2 separate regions of the Mus musculus genome follow, and region 1 is linked to region 2. The links are chromatin contacts, called in public promoter capture Hi-C maps. All regions are on one chromosome and are shown on one strand. The core of a region is the stretch at or near the end of the contact, and the rest is flanking DNA. Distances in the headings are between cores, read along the strand shown.

Region 1 (6,511 bases), core at 1,082-3,581, 290 kb after region 2:
GCTGCTGTCTTCACTTGACTCTGTGCATAGCAAATGACCACGGGTTCTCAGTGGATGCAGCATCAACATTTTTATCCTCTGCATCTGTGGGTTGGCCGAGCAGGAGTTACCCCAGGTGAGGTAACTTGTTCTCACGCCGTGGGTCTGGATGGGCTGGGGGATCCTTACCAGAGCAGTGCCATGACTGTTCACACTGACCACCAGCTACCCAGGGACAGCGCCTGTCGAGATGGAGGCAGAAGCATAGGAGAGCATGTTTTTTGTCTTCTGCTTGTATGGTGCCCCTAGATATCCCTGGGCCAAAGCAAGCCATATGGCCAAGCTGAAAATCCAGGGTCAGAGAAGTAGACGTGCCTTTTTGGCAAAGCTACACAACAGTGGGCACAGCTCCAGGGAGGGGTGAAGAATTTGAGGGGCGATGTGAGGCAGCCCCAGGGGCCTGTGCTCTCCTGAAGGAGCATCTCTGGGGGAGAGCACTTCCTGAAGCTGCCTACTGGCCTTGGTGTCATGGCTGCCAATTTGGCATCCCATAATGATGTGTTGTAATTTGTGCAGTCATTTGTCAATTATGCTTTTCTTACTTTTCTGTGTGGAATGTCTGCCCAAATTACTTCAAGAGCCATGAGCAGCCTGTGCTCATCACTGTCAGAGGATAATTAGCAGAGGAAGGGAGATTATTTTTCACTTTCTTGCTACTTTCTGGTCTCCCTTGAGCACTTCACAATTGGAATTTACCCAGAATTCTGTTCATAAGAGTTGGAAAAACTGGGTTGGCAAAATGGCTCAGCGGGTAAGAGCCCTGACTGCTCTTCCGAACGTCCTGAGTTCAATTCCTGGCAACTATATGGTGGCTCACAACCACCCATAATGAGATCTGACACCCTCTTCTGGTGTGTCTGAAGACAGCTACAGTGTACTTAATTATAATAATAAATTAATTTTAAAAAGAGTTGGAGGAATAAATTTTCAAAACTGACTTCCTTTTCCAGACAAAGGCAATCCCCTGCTGTAAGGGATTTGAATGGTGTTGCTGCAACAAACACTGTAGCAAACCAAGGTCGGTCATGGAGTGGTGGGGAGACCTCACTAAAGGGAGGTCCTGGAAGTTCTGCAGCTCGAGGTTCCTGCCCCTCAGGAGATCTTCCTCCTTGCCACATTCAGGCTCCGGCTGGGGTGACCAAGCACCTGAGAAAGGGGTGTGGTGGGGGGAGGTGGGGGAGGGGAAGGATGGACAGAAGCACAAGACGGAGCAATAGGACCCAGGCAGTGAGTTAGCTATAGCTGAATGCTGGAAGTGTGGACAGTCTACCTGTGGAACCAGACACTACTAGAGGAATTCTACTTAATTTACTTACTGCTCATGGTGATCAAAGCAGTCACAATACTGAGAAAAGAGGAAAGGGAAGGGGAGAGGAGAGGAGGGGAGGGGAGGGAAGGGGAGGGGAGGGAAGGGGAGGGGAGGGAAGGGGAGGGGAGGGAAGGGGAGGGGAGGGGAGGGGAGGGAAAGAAGTCATGGCACTTGTTCTAAGTTTTTAATCCAAGGAGCAGGGAGAAGCTAGCAACCTGATAAGAGAGTCTGAAGAGTTAATTAGAAAAATATAATGAAATAATTCACTGATTAGATTCCATAAGCTCAGCTCCTTCAACATAATTGACAAATCTCTTAATTGAGTTTAGCATGCAATTTTAAAACCAGACTGTAATACTTGACCATTATACTCCACTAATACTTTCTATGGAAGGAATGGTTTGCCTGAATCACTGTTTGCTTTAAGGAATTGTGCTTCACTGCGGAAAGGAGGAAGGAACAATCTCTTGGGAATTGAATAAGGTTTTGTACATCAGCGGGATAAGGCAGCACCCGAGCCCAGGAGAGATCCCTCCCATTAGCAGAGCAGGAAGGAGGACACGCTGCCTCCCAGTCCCCCGCAGCAAGAGAGCAGCTCTGGAGCTGGAATCAGACTCCAGGGGTCCGAGATGCTGTCGGTATTCCCTCTCATCAGAGCGCAGAACTGTGGTACTTTGCAGTCAGGGTGCGTGGAAAATAAAATCTTCCCTTCTTCCTCCTTAAACTTCTCCATCCCTCCCATGTTTCTGTGTAAATTAACCATTTGTCAGTAATGAGGAGGAGTGAAATCAGGCAAATAACCACCTTGGCTCTCTCGGTTTGAGCTTGCATTAGTTTGCTGACTGACAATCTTTCAGGCAGGAGTGAGCGAGCAAAGGTGGTCTGCCAAGGGACCCAGCCTAGCGCACTGTGTCCAGGGCAGGAGGGAGTAGACACGTGACTCAGAGGTGTGGCTTCCAGCTCAACCTAGGATAGCAGCCCGGCCTTCTGTGGTATGTCTCCACTGCCCTCTAGTGTTTAGCATCATGGTGGCCACGCTATGGCCACTCACTAGAATGGCTGTTACCTCAGAGCAAGTGGGGAAGGTTAGATCTAGAGCCAGCAGGCCACAAAAGCCAATATCCGGGGTGGCCCTTCCCAAGCACCACCTCTTCCTCTCTGATTGCTACACCTGATCAAGCACTATATAATCTATAGGCGCATACCATCTAAATATCTGTGATGTACAATGTACAGCATTACACATTAGCTAAGGAATGAGAAAAGGTGTATGCTAGTTTGTTTGCCCTCTTCATACTGTCCTTTGAGCATGACTCTTCTTGTGTGTCAGGGCTACACACCCTCCTGTGAATGGCATGGTGCTGTCTGTTATCCATTTACTGCTTGTGGACTCTGTAGTTTGGAGCTGTTACCTGGTGTGTAAGGATTCCTCTTTCCCTACATTCTCACCAATATTTGCAGTTTGTCTCCTTTGGTTGGGATGGAGGACTTTGAGTATAGTTTTTATTTGCCTGTCCCTGAGGGCTAGAGATGTTGGATATTTTCTTCATAGACTTAGAAACTACTTGGATGTCCTGGAACTCTAGACCAGGCTGGCCTCGAACTCACAGAGATCCTCCTGCCTCTGCCTTCTGAGTACTGAGATTAAAGGCAAGGGCCACCCCCACCCCCAGCTCACTTGTACTCCTTTTGAGAACTGCTTGTCATTTGTTGATTTTGTTTGTTGTTCTCTGTTCTAGATAGTAAAACACAGCTGACGGTTTCTCTCCTGACCTGTATGCTGTCTCTTTTCTCTGTGCTTCGCAGAAGTTTTAAAGTTATCTGCAGTTCCATTTGCCAGTTCTTGATCTTATTTCCTGAGCTACTGGAGTCCTTTCCATGAGGCTCTGCCTTCTACAGCCACACCAGTCCGAAGGTGCCAGGAAGTCCTTGCTTGTGTCTCTATCTTAGAAGTATTTTCCTTGTGTTTTCTGGTAGTAGTGTCAAAGTTTCAGATCTTAGAAGTATTGATCCATTTTGAATGCCTTCTGTAGTGGATGAGAGAATTCTCACGTGGTTTTCCCAGGACCACTTGTTGACACGAATGCCACACACACTGGTGTATGGCCTGGCACTGCTCCATCATACCTGCCAGGGGTGAGTTCTGCACCCTCTATTTCATTCCCTTCATCCACACGTCTGTCTGTTATTGTCATTGTGGCTCTGTGAAAGTGTCTGAAATCAGACGCTGTGCTCTCTGTCCTCAGGGGAGGCTCTGCTCAAGGGTGCTTTTGTTCCACAGGAATTTGAGGATTGTTTTTTCTATTTCTGAGAAGAAACTCACTGGGATTGTGCTAAGAACTACATTGAATATTGTAGCTTGCTTTCAGGGCTACAGCCATTTTCATGATACTAATTCAGTCAATTAACTTAAATATCATGGCAGGAGTCCCAGTACTCTAAATAGAAGCATTTGTGCCCCTCCCTTTGGCTATACTGAGACAATCGGTGCCAAGGAATTGGAATCTCTCCTGAAGTCTCCTGCTAAAGATGAAAAGGTGGTACCCTAGTCTAAGAGGAAGCTTGTCTCCCAGAAGGAAACTCCACACAGTGCTGACAACTTACAGGACAGACCAGGGGCCAAGAGCCCCACAGTAAAGTGTCAGTGGCAGGCAAGGATGGATACGACCACGCCTGAGGCCATAGCAACAGCACTGCATCCCTAGCCCAGTAGACACAGTTATAATGAAGGAAAGCAATTCAGTTTATAGCAGAAAGTCAGTGCTGGGGAGAATACCAACAGAAAAACAAATAATAAAAGCTTCACAGAATTTTCTTTAAAAAATTATGTATTTAGCACAATTATATTATGCTAATAAATTACCTATTTTAAAAACTCTAAGCAAAATCCCTGTCATTTCATTTCAAAAGATAGATCATAGGGTTGGATGGCTCAGCAGTTAAGAGCATTTTCTCAAAATCTACACGGCGGCTCACAACCATCTATTACTCTAGTCTCGGGATCTAACACCCTCTCCTGGCCTCTGTGGGTGCCAGGTACATACATGGTACACAGACATACACAGGCAAAACATTTACATACATATAATAAAAATAAATGCATCTTCAAAAGACAGATTGTTTCATCACTCCTTCCCAGGAATGCCTCCTGTGCCCTCTGCCCTTAGAGAAAGTCCTGGGCTCCACAGCTTACGTGAGTCAGGGCAGAAATCGAGTAGGGAGAAATCCTGTTGCAGTGGGTAGCTGTTCTCATCCAACTCGAAAAGGCTCTGGATCTTCAGCACACAAGGCTCAGCACTGACAGCCAACAAGGAATGGAGCAGGTCTGAGGCGACCATGCCGTAGGTGACCTCTGAGGAAGGCACTGAGGAAGAACAAAGCACACACGACACTCAGGACCCCACTAGCTGCACAGAAACACATTCTGAAGGTTTCCTGTCTCTCTTGGTTCCTCAAGCTTCACAGACTTACATCTTTCAGTTCTTGTTCTACCCCTCTCTTTCCAGCGTCCAATTGTTGAAGGGAGTCTAGGAAGATGGTGTGTTTCCCACTGAGCACGAAAGCAAGCACAAGCGACACCCAGACTGACAGCAGCCCCAGCCATCAGCTCCCAAATACCTGAGGAACTGAGGTCTGCTCCCGCCTGAAGTAAGGCGGCCGTGTCTTGGGAGCAATCAGGAACACGTGTTCTTGCAGGACCTGGATTTAATTTTCTGCACCCACATGGCAGCTCACAGCCATTCCTAACTCCAGTTCTAGGGAATCTAATGCCCTCTTTGAACCTCTTCTGGTGTTTGACTGTTTACACTCAATTCAACACTCAAACACATAAAATAAATATAAAAATAAATTTTAAAAATTGCATGTCCATATTAAAGAGGGCCTCATACTTACTGCTTTACAGTTTTAATCATAGTGGTGCATATATAAACTGAGTATGTCTGAGCTGAGGGTCTTGCAAATGGAATGTTTTGGGATGTTAGATTTAAAAATAAACAAAAAACAAATACCCCAAACATTTGTATATACAAAATAAGGTATCTTAGGGATAAGACTCAAATATAAACATCATTGTTTCCTATTTCTGGATTAGATGCTCAACTTTTAATTAACACAAAAAGCTACCCACTATTATGAAGCTAAGCAAACAAAAGACCGAGATTAGCTTGTCCACGTAAGGAGTCTGGGGCTAACGAGGACACACATGCAGCATGACCATCTGAGAGGTGGGATCCGTCTGCCTTCTTCTGGCCCTGACTGGCCCTGGCATCACAGTTGAAGATCTTAAAAAATCCAGTCATAAATTCATTTCAATGCATGGAGCTACACACTTCTTTGTTTCTTTTTAACTATGATGAGACTAGAATCCTGTATCTTTGCTGACCAATTAGGAATTTAGGCTAAAGAGATCAGGTGCTTACTTTATTCATGTATGAGACAGATGTAGTGAGCTCTCACCTTCTAACTTATGTAAGCTTGTATGTCTCACTCAAACTCAACTTCCCACTTTTATACTGACGGGGAACAGCTTTATGTACAGCACTGTACTCTTGGTGCTCCGACTGCTCCTGCGAATGGTTTCATAGAACACCAATGGATGGTGTTGCTGTTTTACCTATTACTCTGTTGAGGCAATCTGGAGAAATGTTGAGAAGAATCTGCTCCATCATCTTTGACCCAACATGGACACAAGTATTATATCTTCCATCAACTATGGTCATTAAAGCCGGCCTACAAAATAAACAACAAAACTTAGAATCAGACTCATAAGTAGTAAAGACAAAATGTGACTACAGACATCACACCTTCACCCACATAACTCCAGGCTCTCTTACCCTAGACCCCAGTCTCTTTCTGTCCACCTCTGCCTCTGTGTCTGTCTCTCATCTGCTCTTATTCTCTCTCTTGCTCTCTTCCACTCTTTATTTGAACAAATACAAACTGAGTCTCTATTATATGCTAATGCTGTTGTACACTCATGACAAGAAAAATCTGGTTCTTCCATCCATGGAACTTGGGAACCTGATAGGAAAGGGGGTTTTGTCTGTTGGTTTGTTTGCGCGCGTGTGTGTGTGTGTGTGTGTGTGCATGTTTTGTTTTATTTTGTTGTTGCTACTGTTCTAGCTGGTTGGTTGGTTGGTTGGCTAGTTGGCTGGCTGGTTG
Region 2 (6,170 bases), core at 2,222-4,721:
TCTCTTTTATTAAGTAGCCAGGAGAGATGACTCAGCAGGTAAAAGAGCTTGCTTCTCCTTCCAAGGAGCTAAATTCAGCTGCTATCGCCCATGTCAGACAGTTCACAGTTGCCTCTAACTCCAGTTCCACAGTATCTGCCACCTTCTCTGGCCTCTGGGCACCAGCGCTTACATGACACACACACACACACACACACACACACACACACACACACGTACACATAAATAAAAATAAGTTTTAAAAAGCATAAAACAACAACAAAGAAATGCAGAAATGAAAAAAATGCCTGCTCCTCTGATCAAATCGTTATATTGTATATATGAATGAAAATGCTACATTGCATCTTACAGATATGTGCAATTTCTATGTGTCCATTGAAAGTCAAAATACATTTTAAAATAAAATAAAATCACACCAAGTTGTTATACTGCATTGTTTAGGGGAAGGAAACCTCCTGCAAACACAAATCAAATGCAGGGTTGTTTGGGTTTTTTTTTTTTTCAATTGTTTTTAACCCCAGGGTGATAGCATCTAAGGATGTGGAATCCATAGACACGGGGAGAGGCAGCTGTATAGTTTAGTGTGTCCTTTGACACATAACCAATGTTAAATATTTGAATAAATAAATAGAGCTACTCAGCCCCTTTTCATTCCCAACTCATGCAGTCAGATTAGAGGAGGGAGCCTAGGACTAGATTAGACTTGACTGACAGATACAAGAGGCAGGGAAGGGGAGCCAGCTCAAAGGAGCATCCACAGCTTGGGGAGTAGAACAGAAACTGGAGAAACACCGTTATCTGTGAAAGCTTGTGTCCCCAGATGTTGGTGAAGTAGAATAAACTAAGTTGGGCTCTCATTTCATAGCTGTGGAATACAGCTCACTGCCTGAGCTTGCCAGCTGGCTTCCTCCTGGTCTCCCAACCATGCCACCTCTTACCCTCCTCCATGCACCAACATCAGGTACTCAAATGCAGGTGGCACCTGCGGTGTTCTCCTGCAGCCAAGTCCATCTCTTCCTTCTTATCTGACCCCACCGTTGGCCTCCTCCTTCCTCTGAGGCCCGTCCTCAGGCCCTCCCACCTCTACCCGGAAATCTGTGTCTCCATCACAGCAGTACCATCTCCATTTGGACTACTGAAGCAACATTAGGCATCTGGTGGCTCTCACGGTATTTTATGAATGATAAATGCACACACTTATTAGAATACCTCAGACCAGACACTTGGTGTTATCAAGATTCTGCTCTTGCGCTCTGTAAAAGCAGAGCTCAATCTGAAGCATCTCAAAACCTGGATTTGGGCCTGATGAATCACTCTCTAAGGTGCCTTCCTTCTAGAGGCTGTATACGTTCAAGGACATAGTATGACAAACTACCATACTGTTATCTCCAGACCAACACAGGTTCAACTGCATGACCTCGGGGACCCATGCATATCTAGGTAGAGATCTGGAACCCTAGACCTTGTTTTGCAGTGAATGTGTTCACTGTCATGGTGACAACTCTATTGCACATATATAAGGGGCTCCAGGCTGGAAATTTATGGGTAGTGCTGACCACGTGGGCCTTGACTCACACCGCACTCACCATCAAACCTGAAGTTTCCTGTGGCCTTCATAAGACACTAGTGAACACACTGTGCTTTGGCCCTTATGCTCAGACTCTTTGAATGTGGAGGGTGTTTGTCCTAGAGGTTATGGCACATCATGAGGCTACAGACCTCATTCTGCAGCTCCTCCAGGCCCACGGCTCTGCAGCTTCAGCGCCATCTCCTGGGCTTAGCATGCATTGCATTCATCTTTCCCAGTCCTGCTTCAGACGCGAATAGGTGCCCAGCACACTTCCGCTTTCAGCGGCTCCTCGCCATACCCTTCCCTTCTCTCCTCATTGTGTCTCTAAAAGGGTGGATACAAGTTAAGTTCTCCCTGGCAGTCCCTGGTTTCACTCTCCCACTCTGGCAGCCTGCTGTGGCCCATCCTACAATGTCTTGGCCCTCTATTCCCTCTCCCCGGGAGCCCTGACCGCAGACTATCACACCGCATCTTCCTTGGATTAAGCTGCCGCACATCCCAAGTGTTTTTAACTGTCTTCTCTCTTCACTTTGATTAACGCTACTTGTGATGAGACAGACAGAGGCTAAGCATGGAGATACAGCTTTTAAACACTGTCTTTGGGCTAACTCAAGCAGCCTTCATAGGAGAGAAACCATCTCTGGACATAGAGTCAGTCTCAGAACTGCCCAACGGCTCCTGTGAGCTCCAACTTCTCTGTGGGTCTCCTGGCTGAGAATCATGATCTAGGTGACCTTCCCATCAACATGAACCAAGTTGTCCTCTGAATACCCATACACACACACACACACACACACACACACACACACACACAAAACACACAACACACACAACACACACACACACACATACACACACACACACAAAACACACAACACACACAACACACACACACACACACACATACACACACACACACACACACAACACACACACACAAAACACACAACACACACAACACACACACACACACATACACACACACACACACACACAACACACACACACACACACATACACACACACATAACACACACAACACACACACACATACACACACTCACACTTGTGCACTTGCATATACCAGCACCACACAGACCAGGGTCAAGGCTGGTCAATATGCATCAGATACATATGTTTGTGGTACTAATAAGCATCTAGCCTGAACACAGAGCTTCCCTTCACCCCACCCCCACTGCAGCATGGTCAGCATCAGCACTGGAGGGTGGTTGAACATAGCTACCCACTGTCAGGAGCTGACAGTGGCCTACGTGTATGCAAACACATCTTCTTAAAGGAGACTCAAAGGGCTGAGGCCACAGCTCGGAAGAACAGTGGGGACAGGAGGTACCATCTGTGTTGGCTGGGACGTCACCAGTCCACTGAATGTTCTGGGCCCATGCACACTCCATTCTCAGTACTCAGGAGCTCTTTCCTCAGAGGCCAGTGCCTAGATACACTGCCGGGTTCCGATACCATAAGGACCAGACTTCGTCTAACCCTGATGCAATCTCCCCCATCACCCCACCTCCCTGACCCCCACAGTTTGTGTCATCTTCTGGGTACTTGGTGAGCTTTCTATATCTGGGGAACTCCCCAGCCTCATTTTCTGAATTCCTTGTTTCTGTGGTCCACCAGGATACGGTCTGTGTGCCCCTGCCTGGAGAGTCTTCTGAACGAAGCCAGCTAGGAAAGGAACAAAGATTCTAATTAGGGTGGATGACCCTCCGGAGAAATGCCGATCCTTTACAGTAGTCAGCATCCTTTCCACCAGCCCCTAGTGCTGGTCAGATGTTTATACAGTCTTCATTAAAGAGAGCTGCCTGAGATAAGAGGTCCGAGCAGAGCATCCACACCCAGATAAGAAGAGTGGAGGATTGTTGGGGAGACCGTGAGACAGCCAAAGTCTTGGCTAAGCAGTCAGCAGGACAATGTGGGCCTATTCCTCCCGGGCTCCTCGTTGCACCAAGTGATAGACCACAGCAGCCCCTCAGGCCCCCTTCAGGGCCCAAGATGTCCCCTGGGGCCTTCCGGGTGGCCCTGCTCCCGCTGTTCCTGCTGGTCTGTGTCACACAGCAGAAGCCGCTGCAGAACTGGGAACAAGCATCCCCTGGGGAAAATGCCCACAGCTCCCTGGGATTGTCTGGAGCTGGAGAGGAGGGTGTCTTTGACCTGCAGATGTTCCTGGAGAACATGAAGGTGGATTTCCTACGCAGCCTTAACCTCAGCGGCATTCCCTCCCAGGACAAAACCAGAGCGGAGCCACCCCAGTACATGATCGACTTGTACAACAGATACACAACGGACAAATCGTCTACGCCTGCCTCCAACATCGTGCGGAGCTTCAGCGTGGAAGGTATAGTGCTTCCTCCAGGGTTCCGTGGGGTGGGACATACTGCACCCTGCCCCCCACAGTGAAGTGGCTCTGCCGTGTGGGACGGTCACTGACCACGGCAGACCTTCAGGTTTCTGTGGAAGTGACTCCCAATGAAACAGGGAGAAAATACGAATTCCCTGTTCATCATTTGCGTGGCTAATGGCTTCCCTACAGGGCAGTGCAAATCATGGGCCCTGTCCATCAACACTAAAGGATCTGGTGCACAGCTCCTCCTCCGGGCCACATCCACAGTTAACCCCATAGGTACCCAGTATACCAGGTTTCTGCTTCCCTCTGTTCACTCCCTCTCTGCCTCATTTCCCTGTTTCTGCTTCAGCCTCCTTTGCTCTGCTTCCTGCCTCTCCTACTTCCCCCTCCCTCCTCTCTCTCTCCTCTTCTTCCCTCTCCTCCCTTTTCTTTCCACTTCCTCTTCCCTTCCTATCTTCCTCTCTCCTTCCCTGTCTTCTTCTGACTTAGAAATAGATCATTCATTTAGCCTGCAATAAACTTGTATATTTTTTCAGCTTTAAAAGGAAACCAGGTTTTCTCTTATAAAATGCATTTTAGAACTAGATTGTAAAATGTCAATAGAGTAGAAGAGGCAGTGGGCAGTGTGTCTGTCCAATATGTTTTCGGTGTGAAGTGTCGTTGATTTAGGAAGATTAGATAATAAACACGGAGGTGAAGTCTGTAACTGACAACTCACAGAACACCAGAATCCACGTAGTATGAGTTACTGAAGAGAAAGCTGGGATTGCTAGGGCTGAGGAACCCGGGTCAGGCACCCTTTGCAAGGTCACGTGGCTGGCCCTACGTCCTGCATAGAACCAGCTGCATAGAACCAGCTCCCCTTCTTCTGGTTTGGCATCTTGCTCTGAAGGACCAGGAGCCCAAGGCCTCTCTCTTTCTGATTCAGAGATTTGCAAATGCCCAAGGGTTCCAGTTCAGGGTCACAGGCAAGCCTGGCCAGATCTGTCCAGCCTGCAGAGCGTGTGTGTCTAAGGACACTTGTGACCACCATACATGCTCAGTGCTGCTGAGTTTTCTGACTGCCCAACAGAAGTTTCAAGTTATTATGTAATAAGTCTTATATTTCTAAGTCAGAGGAAGACAGGAAAGGAGAGTGGACCTGGAAGGGAAGAGGAAGTTAAGAGGAAAGAAAAGGGAGGAGAGGAAAGAGGAGGAGAGAGGAGGGAGAGGGAATTAGAGGAGGCAGGAAGGGGAGCAAAGGAGGCTGAAGCATATATATATATATATATATATATATATATATATATATATATATATCTTCATTTATATATATATCTTCATTTATATATATATAATATTATATTATTTATAATTAAATTATGCACACACTCACACACATATGGCTTCATTTTTAAAAATATAAAATTTACAGGTCACCAGGCCCCAGGATTCTCTAGGATCTCTGCCTAGGGGAAAGGCTAGATTTTGGTTTTGGTTTCGGTTTTTTATTTGGGGCCTAAGTCATCATATTCCACGGGCCGGAATGTGAAGCCTAGCCAGAGATACCAAGCTCCCTACATCATTGGCACAATTTACTCCACGCACTCAGCAGCAGCAACACCAACAACCCTCACACATGACCTAGGAAGCATTCGTCTAGTCCCTGTGGGCCTGTGATTTCTGGTGTCTGGCAGCGGTCCCACAGCCACTGCAGAGGTAGCCTCAGGGAGGGCGCTTTTGGCCATGAGTGCAATGCACAGTTCTCTCTGTCTGATGTGGCACAGCACTCACCAGATTACTCGGAAGCTTCATGGGCGCATCCGTGATGAGCAGTGAGAACACAGCGAGCAAGAGTAAAGGGCTACATGCTTTGTCATGTGCACTGGGCTTGCGCAGGATGGAAGGGGTACAGAAGTATTATTAACTGAACATCAGCTCTTGGCTCATGGCCGGCCTGTAAGTCTCTTGGGCCACCTTGATAAAATGGTAAGATGGACCCCACTATACAAGAGAGGAAACTGAGGCACCAAGAAGCTCCAAAGTTCCCAGGGAGGGGCAGTGAAGACTGACACCTCCATCCTTCAGACCAGTTGCTGGGTTTCAAGGAAGCTTGGGTCTCTGCTCATCCTCCCACATAAGGAGCCCCATCCCCTACTCCCACAACCTGAGAGAACGGAGGCCTGTTTCTGAGGTTCTACTGTGATCCGTAACTATTAACTGTAAATCCAGAAACAAACAACTCCTAACTTGGAA

What was found. Promoter capture Hi-C pulls out the DNA fragments that hold promoters and counts their contacts.
Region 1: a promoter capture Hi-C map of stem cell-derived epiblast-like cells shows a contact between it and region 2, with 2.2 times the contacts expected there. The contact joins the enhancer-like site here to the promoter of Gdf2 in region 2. A contact is called at or near these places in 1 of 39 promoter capture datasets (stem cell-derived epiblast-like cells), 1 of 484 Hi-C or Micro-C datasets (nephron progenitors) and 1 of 9 other capture datasets (adipose tissue).

Annotation. Positions count from the first base shown.
Region 1 is chr14:34,232,875-34,239,385 of GRCm38.p6, forward strand. It overlaps Shld2 (shieldin complex subunit 2), which reads right to left. Exons shown (of 10, transcript NM_001360074.1): 9 at 5,964-6,079; 10 at 4,159-4,712. The coding sequence ends at 4,474. Among named protein-coding and RNA genes, the nearest start is that of Syt15, 16 kb to the left of the region's middle. Within about 2 kb of position 2,332, at least 45 of the 459 cell types and tissues checked have an H3K27ac peak or open chromatin away from gene starts, as enhancers often do. A contact at or near this core is called in stem cell-derived epiblast-like cells, where this site is marked.
Region 2 is chr14:33,937,568-33,943,737 of GRCm38.p6, forward strand. Gdf2 (growth differentiation factor 2) reads left to right here and starts at 3,472. Exons shown (of 2, transcript NM_019506.4): 1 at 3,472-3,926. The coding sequence starts at 3,584.